3 separate regions of the Mus musculus genome follow, and regions 1 and 2 are each linked to region 3. The links are chromatin contacts, called in public Hi-C and promoter capture Hi-C maps. All regions are on one chromosome and are shown on one strand. Each heading gives the region's core, a stretch centred on a gene start, on an enhancer-like site or on the middle of the called end of the contact. The rest is flanking DNA. Distances are from core to core; before and after follow the strand shown.

Region 1 (3,971 bases), core at 1,124-3,623, 6.2 Mb before region 3:
CATTCAAAGTTTTTCAGTGGTTTCAAAATTCATATGGATTATCAAGTACCACTGTTGGTGAAAGTGGGTTGGTGGGACTTTACCACAGATTCTAAATATCAGCATAATAAAAAAAAATATTAAAAGCAAAGCAAGTACTTATTCCTAGGACAGAGCTTTACTTAACAAACGGAGAAAGGAAAAGGTTTTGCTTTAAACTGGAATGGGAATCTTTTTTTTGAGCTGACTCATGGCAGAATTCCCAGGCCCTCCCAGTTTTCGCTCTAATGGACTCTTTAGTAAGATACCAACTGATGCGACCTACAGGAGAACCATTGCTTGATTTTTGTATTCACAGCCCAGAAACCACTGACAGTGTAGGTTCTGACTGGGATTAGATAGAACAGTTTCCTGTCCACTTTTTCTTGCCTTCTTGGCATGCATTTGTTTTCTATACATAAACATTTATCTCCCTTTGAATCTGTTTCCCAGTTGTTAAATAGGGGCTCGGTCTGGCCTGGTGGCACATGCCTTTAGTTCTGCCACTCTGGAGGCAAGTGTATCTCAAAGACCAAGTGAGGGGTACTCAGTGAGACCTACTCCCACCCAACTGCTCAAAATGGAAGAACCCAACTCTCCTCCACAAAGACATGGAATTGGACACCAGGTACACACACAAATAGATGCACACAGCTATGAAGATGCATAGCCAATGCATGAGGTGGTACTACACCCTCATGTGGATGTTAGCATATGAACAAAAACCACCCAATAAAATAACAAATGTTAGTGAATGTGTGGAGAAATGGCACCTTTTGTGCAATTCTTGTGGAAACGGTAGCTTCCTAAGACTTTCCCTATTATTTGGCAATTACACGGACTAAAAACATGCCCACAAAACAAAACTTGTTTACAAGAAATCACAATCGGCAAGATGGAGAAACAGAAGAGTAGGAATTCCATCTGTACAATGGGACAGTATTCAACCACCCAAAGGAATGCCATACTGATACCACGACTGAACTAGAAAATCCTAAGGCTCCAGCCTAAGTAGATGGAGCACCTACAATGGATTTCTATTTAAGGAAACGAAAATAGTCTGCAACTAGGTAACACTGATGGTTGTACGACAGAAAAAGTTGAATTTCACATCTTAATATGATTGAATAAGGTGAATTTTAATCTCAGAAGAAAAACATGCCCCTATATGCATAGCTCCAAGTCTAAAGTCCCTTCTCTTTTGGAGACAATTAATGCTGCACAACTGTTAAGCCACCCTCTCCACTCTCCCAGTGAGCACGTGGTGCCTGCCTATCTTGTCGCAAGATACCCAGATGAATACTTTAACTTCCTAATTTTTATGTGTTTAAAGCCCATGATTTCTAAGTGAGGGAGAAGTTTCCGAAAAGCAAATCTTAACAGCCAATGTTTCTGTGAAAACAATATGTCAATCACATAAAACCTGTATTGGCCAAAACCCGGCAATTCAATTACTCTTGCTATGGAGACCTCGAGGATCCAAAAAGTCAAGTCATTCACATTCATTTTTTACAAATCTAAAAACACACGCCAGGCAATTTCCTAGTCGTACCTACTGCTCAATTCCCAGTAACTTTTTAAAAATTGCTTTTATACATAAAGACTGGGGGTATACCGGAACGGTAGAGAGCTTGCCTAGCGTGTGTAAGGCCTGCAGGTCCGCCACTGGCACTGCTAAATAAAAACTGAAACCATAAGCACTGTCCAGGGCGTTTAGAAATAATACAGAGAATGTATGTATAACCACCTATAAAATGAAAGCGGTGACCATGACTAGTCATGCGGGCATGGGAATTCCTTCCCATGGCCCCCGGCCCGGAGCTCAGAGCTTTGCAGGAAGGTTTCTGATCCCTGGCCAGGAACCGGGAGCCGAGAAGACCTCAGGCAATGGAGAGAGGGGACCGCCACCCGCGAGCCTACCACGAACCGCGCCAAAAATTGGGATCCAGACACACCCCCGACCTTCCAGCCGCGGCCGGGACACTCAGGCCCAGGCAGGCGGCGGCGTAGAGGCCGCGGGCCCGCGACGGGGGCAGAGCCGAGGACATCAGCCCCGGGAAAGCAGCCGCCGCCCGGCGGCGCGAGCCGGTGGGTCCAGGCCGACCCCTACCTCTTCCAAAACGGAAGCCATGCCGTCGCGCGTCAGACCCGAGGCCGGAGCTGCAGCGGTGCACCGAAGCAGACAGGAAAAGCCGAACACGCCACCCACGAGCGTCGCAGCGCCGGCAGCGAGCTCCACAGACCCGGCGCGACACGGCGGCCCGCCCTCCGCACGAGACGGCTCTGGAACCTTCGCAAGGCTCCACCGGAGCCTCCCAAGGCCCCGCCCCTCCGAGTCTAGTCCCGCCCCCAGGCTGGTTGCCTAGCAACGCTCAATTCTCGCGAGCGATCGAATGCTCAGGAGGCGTCCAGCCACTTCCTTCCGCCCCAGCGATTGAGACGTCGTTCCGCGCCGGCAGAACCGGGCTGCGCAGTCGCAGCTCGCAACCGCGGCCAGACCTAGCCCCGGAACTAACCTTCAAAGGTTTGGGGACCCGATAGGAAGTGTCTCGAGAAGGGCTGCTTCCGCTGGTGCGATGCGGAGTTGCCAGGCCGCCATCTTGTCTTCGGCAGCTCTGAGGTATCGGGAAAGAACAAAGGAGCGCCCCCAAAGAAGCACAACTACCATCAAAAAAGGACGGATTTGTTAAGGGAGGAAGGCTCCTAAGTAGAACAATGGCTTTAAGTGGGCCTTGGGTTTCTGGAGGCGTCCTGCGTCTAGCACCGTTGACGTGGCGCCATCTCGTGGGACTGTAGGAAGGTTGCACGGGCTTCCTGACTGGCTCTGGGCGCCGTGGTGGAAAGCGGCACGGTTTCAAGTGGCCGAACGCTCCATTCTCCCTTGCCTATATGAGCTCTTGATACGAAGTTTTCCACTGCCTTCGCTCTTTACTAGCGGTTTATTTTGTATTTTCAGCAGGGTTTGGATTGAGTGAATTTCCACGTAAAATGTGGAGGAATTCTTAGGACTTTGGGTTGCAGCAGCCCGGATTAGTAAACCCCCAGCGTAAAACCGTTTTTCAAATTATCTTAATTATGACAGCATAGAGACGTCCATAACACCCAGTAAACCGAGACAGAAAACAAACAGTACCCATTGGGAGGTAGAGCAATCTGCTGTCAGCTTACAGATGCTTAGGGGAGTTACTAGCATCAGCAAGTCAAGGAAAATGCTGCTACACTACACTTTATATTAATGTAACATTAAGGCATGCAACCTGTACGAACTTCTCACACAAACTTGCACAAAATGACAAGTTAGACAGGGATGTATGTCGTGTATAGTTGCAACTTAAATAAAAGTCTCAAACCACCAGTCCCATGGCCTATAGTGATAAAAATAAAAACAATCCTTTTCTGGAGTGGACAATGACAGAAAGGTGCCACCCTTTGAAGTTTATGAAAAGGTGAAATAAAAAGGAGGAGGACATGGCTACTTCTAAAGTATGGAGAAGATTTTTTTTATTATTTTTAATTTTTTTTTGTAGCTATAAGGAAGACAGGCAGAGGGAAGGGTCCAGGTCGAACATGACTGTTAGACTAAATACAACATAAGAGCAAGAGGGGCCTTGAACCTGTAAGAGTCCATGAATGGTCTAAGAATCATACCCTAGGCTCAAACAGTATGTAAACGCACAGAGTGTTTTATTCTGCAGAAGTCCAGCGGTGCTGGAGTCTCCCATTACCAGAAATAAAGAGTCAACCAAGTGAGCTTGAAGGCCTGATTTAATGCATGTTAGGAGATTCCATTTATTCCCTAGGGGATGACCTCTAACCCCATTTCTATCGACATTCCATTACTCGGGCATGGAGACTAAAAACTGTTGCTGAAGAAGTCTGGAAACTGGTGCCGACCCATTGTCCTTGCCTCAGGCCAGGTGGTGAGGCAGCTTCTGCGGACTGGCCTTACCCAG
Region 2 (3,799 bases), core at 890-3,389, 7.1 Mb before region 3:
AAGTTTGGCTCAGGAAGTTATCTTTTTTGATTTTGTTGTTGGTGTTATGTCTCAAATCACCCATCCTACTGTTCCAAATCTGTATACTTTGCTCAGCCTCCTCCCACCAGATACCCAGCTCTATATATCCTGGACCTTAAAGAAGTTTTCTTCTCTATTTCCCTGGTACCAGTAAGCCAGCCCATCCATATTTGTCTTTGAATAGACAAATCCAATGAGAGGAGTCAGCTAAAATGGACCTAACTGCTCCAAGAGCTCAAAAATAAACTAAATGATAATTGATGTTATATCTAAAATAATTACTATGCTCTACCAGAAATAAATGTTTCAAAGTTACTTGACTCTCCTCTAACTTTGATGTAAATTATGGTCTTTGTGGGTTTTGATTTAAAAACTCTGTACCCCTCAACTAGAGCACCAAGAGACTTTTCAAAGATATGAGACCACTCTCCATCTGGCCATCAATAAAAAGGACTTAAAACTTTTAATATGCTTAATTGGTGTGATTATCAGTAACTATATTGCGTGGATTATTTCACGAGTACAGAGTTTCTAACAACTGTTCCAAATTTACAGCGATTTAATTCCCAACACTTAGGAATGTGTATAATAATCCAGTTTTATGTATATACTCCAAGTGTATGCTTATCCAGGACCATAAGGTGCCCATCTCTTATTCCCCCTTGGGTTGCCGCTCTCTGTGGTCCAGTGACAGAAGGAATAAGGACAGTAGCCCTAAGTACTGTATCCCTAATCAGAGGATAAAGGAGCCTACAACAGATGCATCATCAGACTGGTAGACATCAGACACGTTGAATTCTATCTGCTTCATGTCCAGACAGAGGCTCTGACAAAAGTTGTCCTCCTAAACCGGCCAGGTTTAGACTTAGTTTTCATTTCCCAGGGGAACTAGGCGAGTATTGCTGCTTCAATGCCAACAAAGACGGAGTTATCAATGAGGTTTTACAAAAGGTTGGAGATAATTTAGATAAGTGACATCAGGGACAAGAAGCAAATAATTTCTGGTACTATAAAATGTTTGATTTGAAAGAGTAATAAAGACAAAATTCTAGGCCTTTGGGCCCAGGCTTGGGAATTTTGCCTTTGTGACTCAATGCTCCAAGGTATGCTAATCATAAAACAGATATCAACATTCCTCCACCCATCAGCTTCCTGGGTTCAAAGAGTGTTAATTCAAAGAAAGTCACCCTGACCATTGCTGGAACCCACTATGCAAAGGTGCTATTGCTAGGGGCTCTTAGATTGTTAGGGGCTCTTAGAAACTGTCTTGAGAGATAACCTGACACTTGTGACTTTGTACTTCCTTGTGACTCTTAACTGGTATTTTTGGTATTTTCCAACAACGCCCTTCCCACCTCCTTAAGTTGTGGTTTCTTCCTTTAAATACCCCCTAACCCAGCTACTCGGGGCGCCACGGTCCTCTACCCCTGCGTGGTGTATGACCGTGGGCCGAGAGCGCTCTTGAATAAAAATCCTCTTGCAATTTGCAGCAAGACCGTTTCTCGTTGGTGATTTTGGGGTGTCGCCTCTCCTGAGTCAGAACGTGGGGAAGTCCTCACGTTGTGGCTCTTTCAGATTGAAACCTAAGGCTTGTAACCCTTTTTCACTGCCCTGGCCCCTTACTCCTCCTAACAGGACTTCAAAATCTAAACAGAAAAAAAAAATCTAAACGAAAACAAATTATATTCCTGCCACACAATCGGGAAAAAGCGCGAAGCCGCAAGAGAACACAAGTGAGCTTAGTATTTTCCAGATAATAATCCATAGCCGCATGCGCGCTCGCTCACACGCATGCGCAACACCACTGCTCCGTACCGCCGCAGTTTTAGCTGGGCAATCCGCCAGCGTCCACCCGGGGCACGCTTAAGCAGTTGCTTTTCGAGCGTTCCCGGTCCACTAGACCAGATTCCCCGTCCTTTCCCCTTCCACCCTTTGGCTCCATGAAAACGGCCATCTCTCTACTACGTCAGAAAGGAAATCAGCTTTCCACTCGGAGAACTACACGCTCGGCATCTCCGTACAGCCCGGCGCCGGCGCCGGCGCCTGCGCGCGCAGCTGCTCCGCTGCCCCGCCCCTTCCGCCGCTCATGCGCAAGCCCGACCGCCTCGGCGCGCCCGGGTTGGCTGCCCCGGCGGCCTCCTCGGCAGTCATGGCTCCTCGGATGTGATAGTTTCCCCCGCCCCCTCGCGTAGGACGCGGCGGCGGGGCGGCGGTGGGAAGCCTAACTTTATTGTTCCCCCGGCCCGTCTCCCGGCGCGTCCTCAGGATGCTCGGGAGCTGAGCGCCGGGGGCGGCGGAGGGTCGCGGTCTGTCCGGGCCCTCGCCTCGGAGCGCAGGGCCAAGGGAGGGAGTCACGATGTCAGGTAGCCGCCAGGCCGGCTCGGGTTCCGCTGGGACGAGCCCCGGCTCCTCGGCCGCCTCCTCGGTGACTTCCGCCTCCTCGTCCTTATCCTCGTCTCCGTCGCCGCCGTCCGTGGCGGCCTCGGCGGCGACGCTGGTGTCCGGCGGCGTGGCTCCGGCCGCGGGCTCCGGCGGCCTCGGCGGCCCGGGGCGGCCTGTGCTGGTGGCGGCCGCGGTGTCTGGCAGCGCGAGCGCCGGCGGGGCGGTGTCCGCGGGCCAGTCCCGGCTCAGCTGCGCGGCCAGGCCCAGCGCCGGCGTTGGAGGGAGCAGCTCCAGCCTCGGCAGTAGCAGTAGGAAGCGACCTCTGCTCGTCCCGCTTTGTAACGGGCTCCTCAACTCCTACGAGGACAAAAGCAACGACTTCGTCTGGTGGGTTTGCATAGCAGCCCCTGCGTGCATGACCACGAGTTTCTGCTGCTGAGCCTGGCGGGGTCCCGTGGAGGGAGGCCTGTTGGAGGTGCTGGGATTCGAACCTAGAGAGTTGAGTGTTTGCAGAGTTAAGGTTCCCGGTTGGGAGGTGGAGCTGGACTGGGATCCTTAGGCAAAGTGGTGAAATGGGATTGCACAGAAGTGGGTGCTGGTGTCCAGGAACTGAAGGCATTTAAGGGAGTGCTTAAGGATAAAGATGGAGGTCCAGTAAGTGGTTATTAGAAAGGAAGTATTCGGGGTAGGAGGTTAAATCCCTTCTGGTTTTTGTTTTTGTTTTCTTTCTTTTTTTGGCCATCTAGTGGACGAAGTATCAGTCAGGAGTAGTTCATGATTTTCGGAGGTAGAAGACTAGTTAGTGCCTGGTGATTCTGAGGTGTGGGATTGCTGGTCAACACTATATTGTAAAAAAGTAGATGGTGCTCGAAACCTGGTTGGTGATGCTTTACGAAGTTATTTTTGCCCATCCTGCGTTGGAATATGAATTTGAATAGATAGGACACTTGTAATACTGTTAATAATTTTGTAGTCAAAGTTTGTTCACACCCAATTCCAGGTTTCAACTGTTGGAAAAAGGGAAACACATTTTTAGTGTTTCTGTGTTGTATGGAACGATCGCAGCGCTGTGTATACACTGGAATCTCTGACTTGAGAAACGCTTTTACAGTCATTGCATCACAGCTGGCATCTTGAGCGACACAGTAGAATTCAGGCATTTGGCATCTAAGAGGGACTTTAAGCAAAAGATGAATCTGATTGTCTTGAAGAATGCTTTGAATTTTAATTGGGTTTTGATATTACTGGTAAGATTATGAGAGCTTAATGAAGATTTCCTGCTCACAAACTGGTAGAATTCTGGGCCTTTCCTAAGAAGGAACTTGTTGTTTGACTTAATGATGTAGGAAGTTGGCTTGAACAGTCATGCTTGGGGAAGTTAGTTCAGATCACAGTA
Region 3 (3,528 bases), core at 376-2,875:
ATAAATTGCAGAAAGTGGGCAATATTTAAGAGTAATATTATCCGCCCCCAGTCACCCACCCTACTGGAAGGGACTGGGTATCAGGTGTGCAGCAGAGGCCGTTAAATGCACGTGATGAAAAGTGAGCAGCCTGACCACTTCTGCAAGCACCCGGAAGGCTGCTGGGTTTAAACTGGGGCTTCCTTTTGAATATAGGGAGGATTATTTTAAAAACTGGGAGGCGCTTGACCACAGGGACGAGACATTCATAACGATTCCTGCCACCCGATCCCATGATTCTCTTACAGGATTCTGTCCTAAAGTAATAATTACAAATGAGGAGAATCTGCATAAAGATGCTTGTTAAAATATTTCTTTTAATACAGGAGAAAACCCCAGTTTAATAGACAGGAAAGAAGTCATTGTATGCATCTTATCTGTGCAGTATTTAACAGGGCCCGCTGCTCACAACCACCTGTAAATTCACTCACAACGACATCTACCTAAAAACAAAATCTTTAAAAAATTATGCTGTCATTAAAAGTATGAACATTAGCCGGGCAGTGGTGGCACATGCCTTTAATCCCAGCACTTGGGAGGCAGAGACAGGTGGATTTCTGAGTTCAAGGCCAGCCTGTTCTACAAAGTGAGTTCCAGGACAGCCAGGGCTATACAGAGAAACCCTGTCTCAAAAAACAAACAAACAAACATGAACATTAAGGCAAAATAATAGCCTGGTGTCAGATAGCCAGGGCTACAAAGAGAGACCCTATTTCAAGAACAAACAAGCTGGGCATGGTGACCCATGCCTTTAGTCCCAGCCAGCACTAGAGGCAGTTGGATCTATGTGAGTTAAGAGGCCACTCTGTCAAAACGAGAGAGAGAGAGAGAGAGAGAGAGAGAGAGAGAGAGAGAGAGAGAGAGAGAGAGACTTTAAAAGTAGGCTTTAAAAAGTTTTAAGCTGAACACAGCTATGGCTTCCTAGTGTAGTATATATGTGCATATTCGAGTGTGAATTTGGAATTTGAGAGAGGACAAGCTAGCTTGTGGGTCCTTCCACTTGACCTTGACTTGAAACGAGGTTCTTTGCGTCTTTTCCTCTGTGGGTCAGGCTAACTAGCTGCTGAGACTCCTCCTGTTACCTCCCCTAGGACCTTTGGTAGTCCTGCTTGGGAATTATTTTTATTTGATCTGTCAATAGTGAATGTTCAGAACTTGAGTAACATAAATCCTGCCTTCAGGCAGCTCTCGTTTTAGTTGCAGGAGGCAGAAAACGAGATCGACCAACTAAATGTCACAATAGGTGGTGAGCACTTGGCAAAAAAATGAGGACAAGAGGATAAATTAGATATTGCATGCACTCGGGGACCTGAGCTCTTCCTTCTGGGAAGAGCTGACCTGCAGTCAGGGCGGGGCCTGGCCGGAGGGCGGGCGGGGCGGTCAAGTTCGCGCCCCGGGGGCCGCCGCGGGCGGGCAGGCGGGCGTAGGTTGGGCACGCGCCCACCAGGGGAAGCGGGTCACGTGAGCCAAGAGGCGGGAGTTGGCGAAGGGAGTTTGGCTGGGTGCTTTCCCAACTGCGAGACGGCGGGGCCAAGAACCAAACCCACGCAACGTCTCCCTAGCGGATGGGGGCGGGGCCGCCGAGCAGAGCCGAGCCGAGCCGAGCCGAGCGGAGCCGAGCCGAGCCGAGCGGAGCCGAGCCGAGCCGAGCCGAGCCGAACCGAGCCGAGCCGAGCCGAACCGAGCCGAGCCGAGCCGAGTGGAATCGAGTCGAGTCGAGCCTCCAGCGTCCGGCGCGCAGGCCTTCCGCCGCGTTGATCTTTCGGTTGCTGGTGGCCGTGGGCCGCGCGGTCTACGGTCGGGCTGAAAGACGCGCGCTGCAATGGCGACCTTTGTGAGCGAGCTGGAGGCAGCCAAGAAGAACTTGAGCGAGGCGCTGGGGGACAACGTGAAACAGTAAGAGCCGCGGGGACCAGCCTCCGGGCCTGTCCGTGGGTGTGCCCCAAGCTCGGGGCTGCCGTAGTCCCTGGACTCTCTTCACCTCCCGGAGGCCGTAGGCGTCTCGCGGCCGCCACGGCTCCCGTGCGGGCTCCGCCGGGACTCGAGGCGCTGGAGGACTTTCTCCTGGGCGTCCCGACACCGGTGATACCCGCGTGGGGGCGGGAGCAGCGCCCTAGGCGCCCCGGAGTCGGTAGAGCGGGGGGCGCGCCGGGGCGGGGTGGGGGGGCCCGGAGGGCTTCCCGGAGGCGGAGGCCCGCGTTGCTCAGGGGCCAGCTAGAAGAGCTGTGAAAGCGGGTTCGGAAGGCACAGAGACCCCAAGTGAAGTCGGTCGGTCACCCACCTTACAACCACAGCATCCAAGGGGGCGGCTGCCTAGCCGGCCGTAGGACGCCTTTCCCAGTGTTCCACACGGGCCAGCCAATCCTCAGACCTGAGATCGGCACAGTTCGTACTCGAGAGACAGAGATTACTTATTCCCCCAAAGTCACTGCCCAAGGATGGGACTGAGGCTTCTGGTTCCCGCCGTGTGATGCTTTTCAGGGGTTACTTGGAAAGTCCTCCCGTTCCCCACACCGCCGGGCTGTCAGCAGGGACTGGGGCAGAGTGACAGCTCTATAAGCAGTAGCCTGCGGCAGCCGGAGGAGGAGCCTCGATCTTTTGGGGGAACTTCAATTCTGGCAAACCCGTATTTCCTGGCACTGAAGTTGAAATGATTGACAAGAGCAGCCCGTGAAGCAGAGGTGGTGTTAATAGAAAGGCCGTCAGAAAAGCTTAGGTGCAAGCTCCTCGTCGGAACCCCTCTTTAAAAGGCTTTAAATAAATAAATAAATAAATAAATAATAAGTATTATTATTTGTAGATTTTTAAGCACCGGAATTAAAAAGAGATGCCCAGGGAAATAAGACATACCCAGATGTGGACTTCTCAATGGAGAGTCACAAGTTGTGCGTTTTGGCAGCTGTCTTGTTACACCCAAGAATTTTGTACAAGTTTCTTTTTCTTTTTTCTCTTTTTGCTGATGAGGTGGACAAGCTTATAAAGTCTGGTAGAGTAAAACCAGGCGACATTAAAGTTGCACAAGGGGTTTCTCTGTCCAGATGACCAGACAACTGCGGTTTTACAGCCTGGAAGCGAGAAGGAGGGAGGCCTTAGACAGAGATTGTTAGTTGTGTTGGAATTTTCGATGTTAGCTGGTAAGAGGCTGCAAGCTGAGTGGGGTGAGGGACTCTTTTGCGTTTTTTACGTTTGTGATGTTTTCAGTTTGATAGTCCTGCCTCAAGACTGTCACACCAAGCGCCATGGGTGAAGGACCACCTGAGATGCAAGGAGGAAATTAAATTAAATTTAAATAGGTAAAAATGGCAGCCTTTGGCTTCGTTAGAATGGTTGTGTACTTTTATAATACTGTTTGGTGAGGCTTACGGTTAAAAAGCCTATTGGGAGACTTGTCTCTTTTTCCACGCTCACAGGGTTTTGGAAGTGAATGGTTTCACACGGAGCTAAATCTGCAGGCTATGACTTGTGAAGGCCATGACTCTAACTCTGGCC

What was found. Promoter capture Hi-C pulls out the DNA fragments that hold promoters and counts their contacts. A called contact is a pair of places that touch in the nucleus more often than the background predicts.
Region 1: a Hi-C map of muscle stem cells shows a contact between it and region 3, with 6 times the contacts expected there. The contact joins the promoter of Cacybp here to the promoter of Tada1 in region 3.
Region 2: a promoter capture Hi-C map of liver shows a contact between it and region 3, with 3 times the contacts expected there. The contact joins the promoter of Cop1 here to the promoter of Tada1 in region 3. A contact is called at or near these places in 1 of 39 promoter capture datasets (liver) and 1 of 484 Hi-C or Micro-C datasets (CD4 T cells).

What each region holds. Positions count from the first base shown.
Region 1 is chr1:160,210,519-160,214,489 of GRCm38.p6, forward strand. It overlaps Cacybp (calcyclin binding protein), which reads right to left and starts at 2,374. Exons shown (of 6, transcript NM_009786.2): 1 at 2,129-2,374. The coding sequence starts at 2,149.
Region 2 is chr1:159,230,061-159,233,859 of GRCm38.p6, forward strand. It overlaps Cop1 (COP1, E3 ubiquitin ligase), which reads left to right and starts at 2,140. Exons shown (of 20, transcript NM_011931.4): 1 at 2,140-2,790. The coding sequence starts at 2,378.
Region 3 is chr1:166,377,542-166,381,069 of GRCm38.p6, forward strand. It overlaps Tada1 (transcriptional adaptor 1), which reads left to right and starts at 1,626. Exons shown (of 8, transcript NM_030245.3): 1 at 1,626-1,935. The coding sequence starts at 1,862.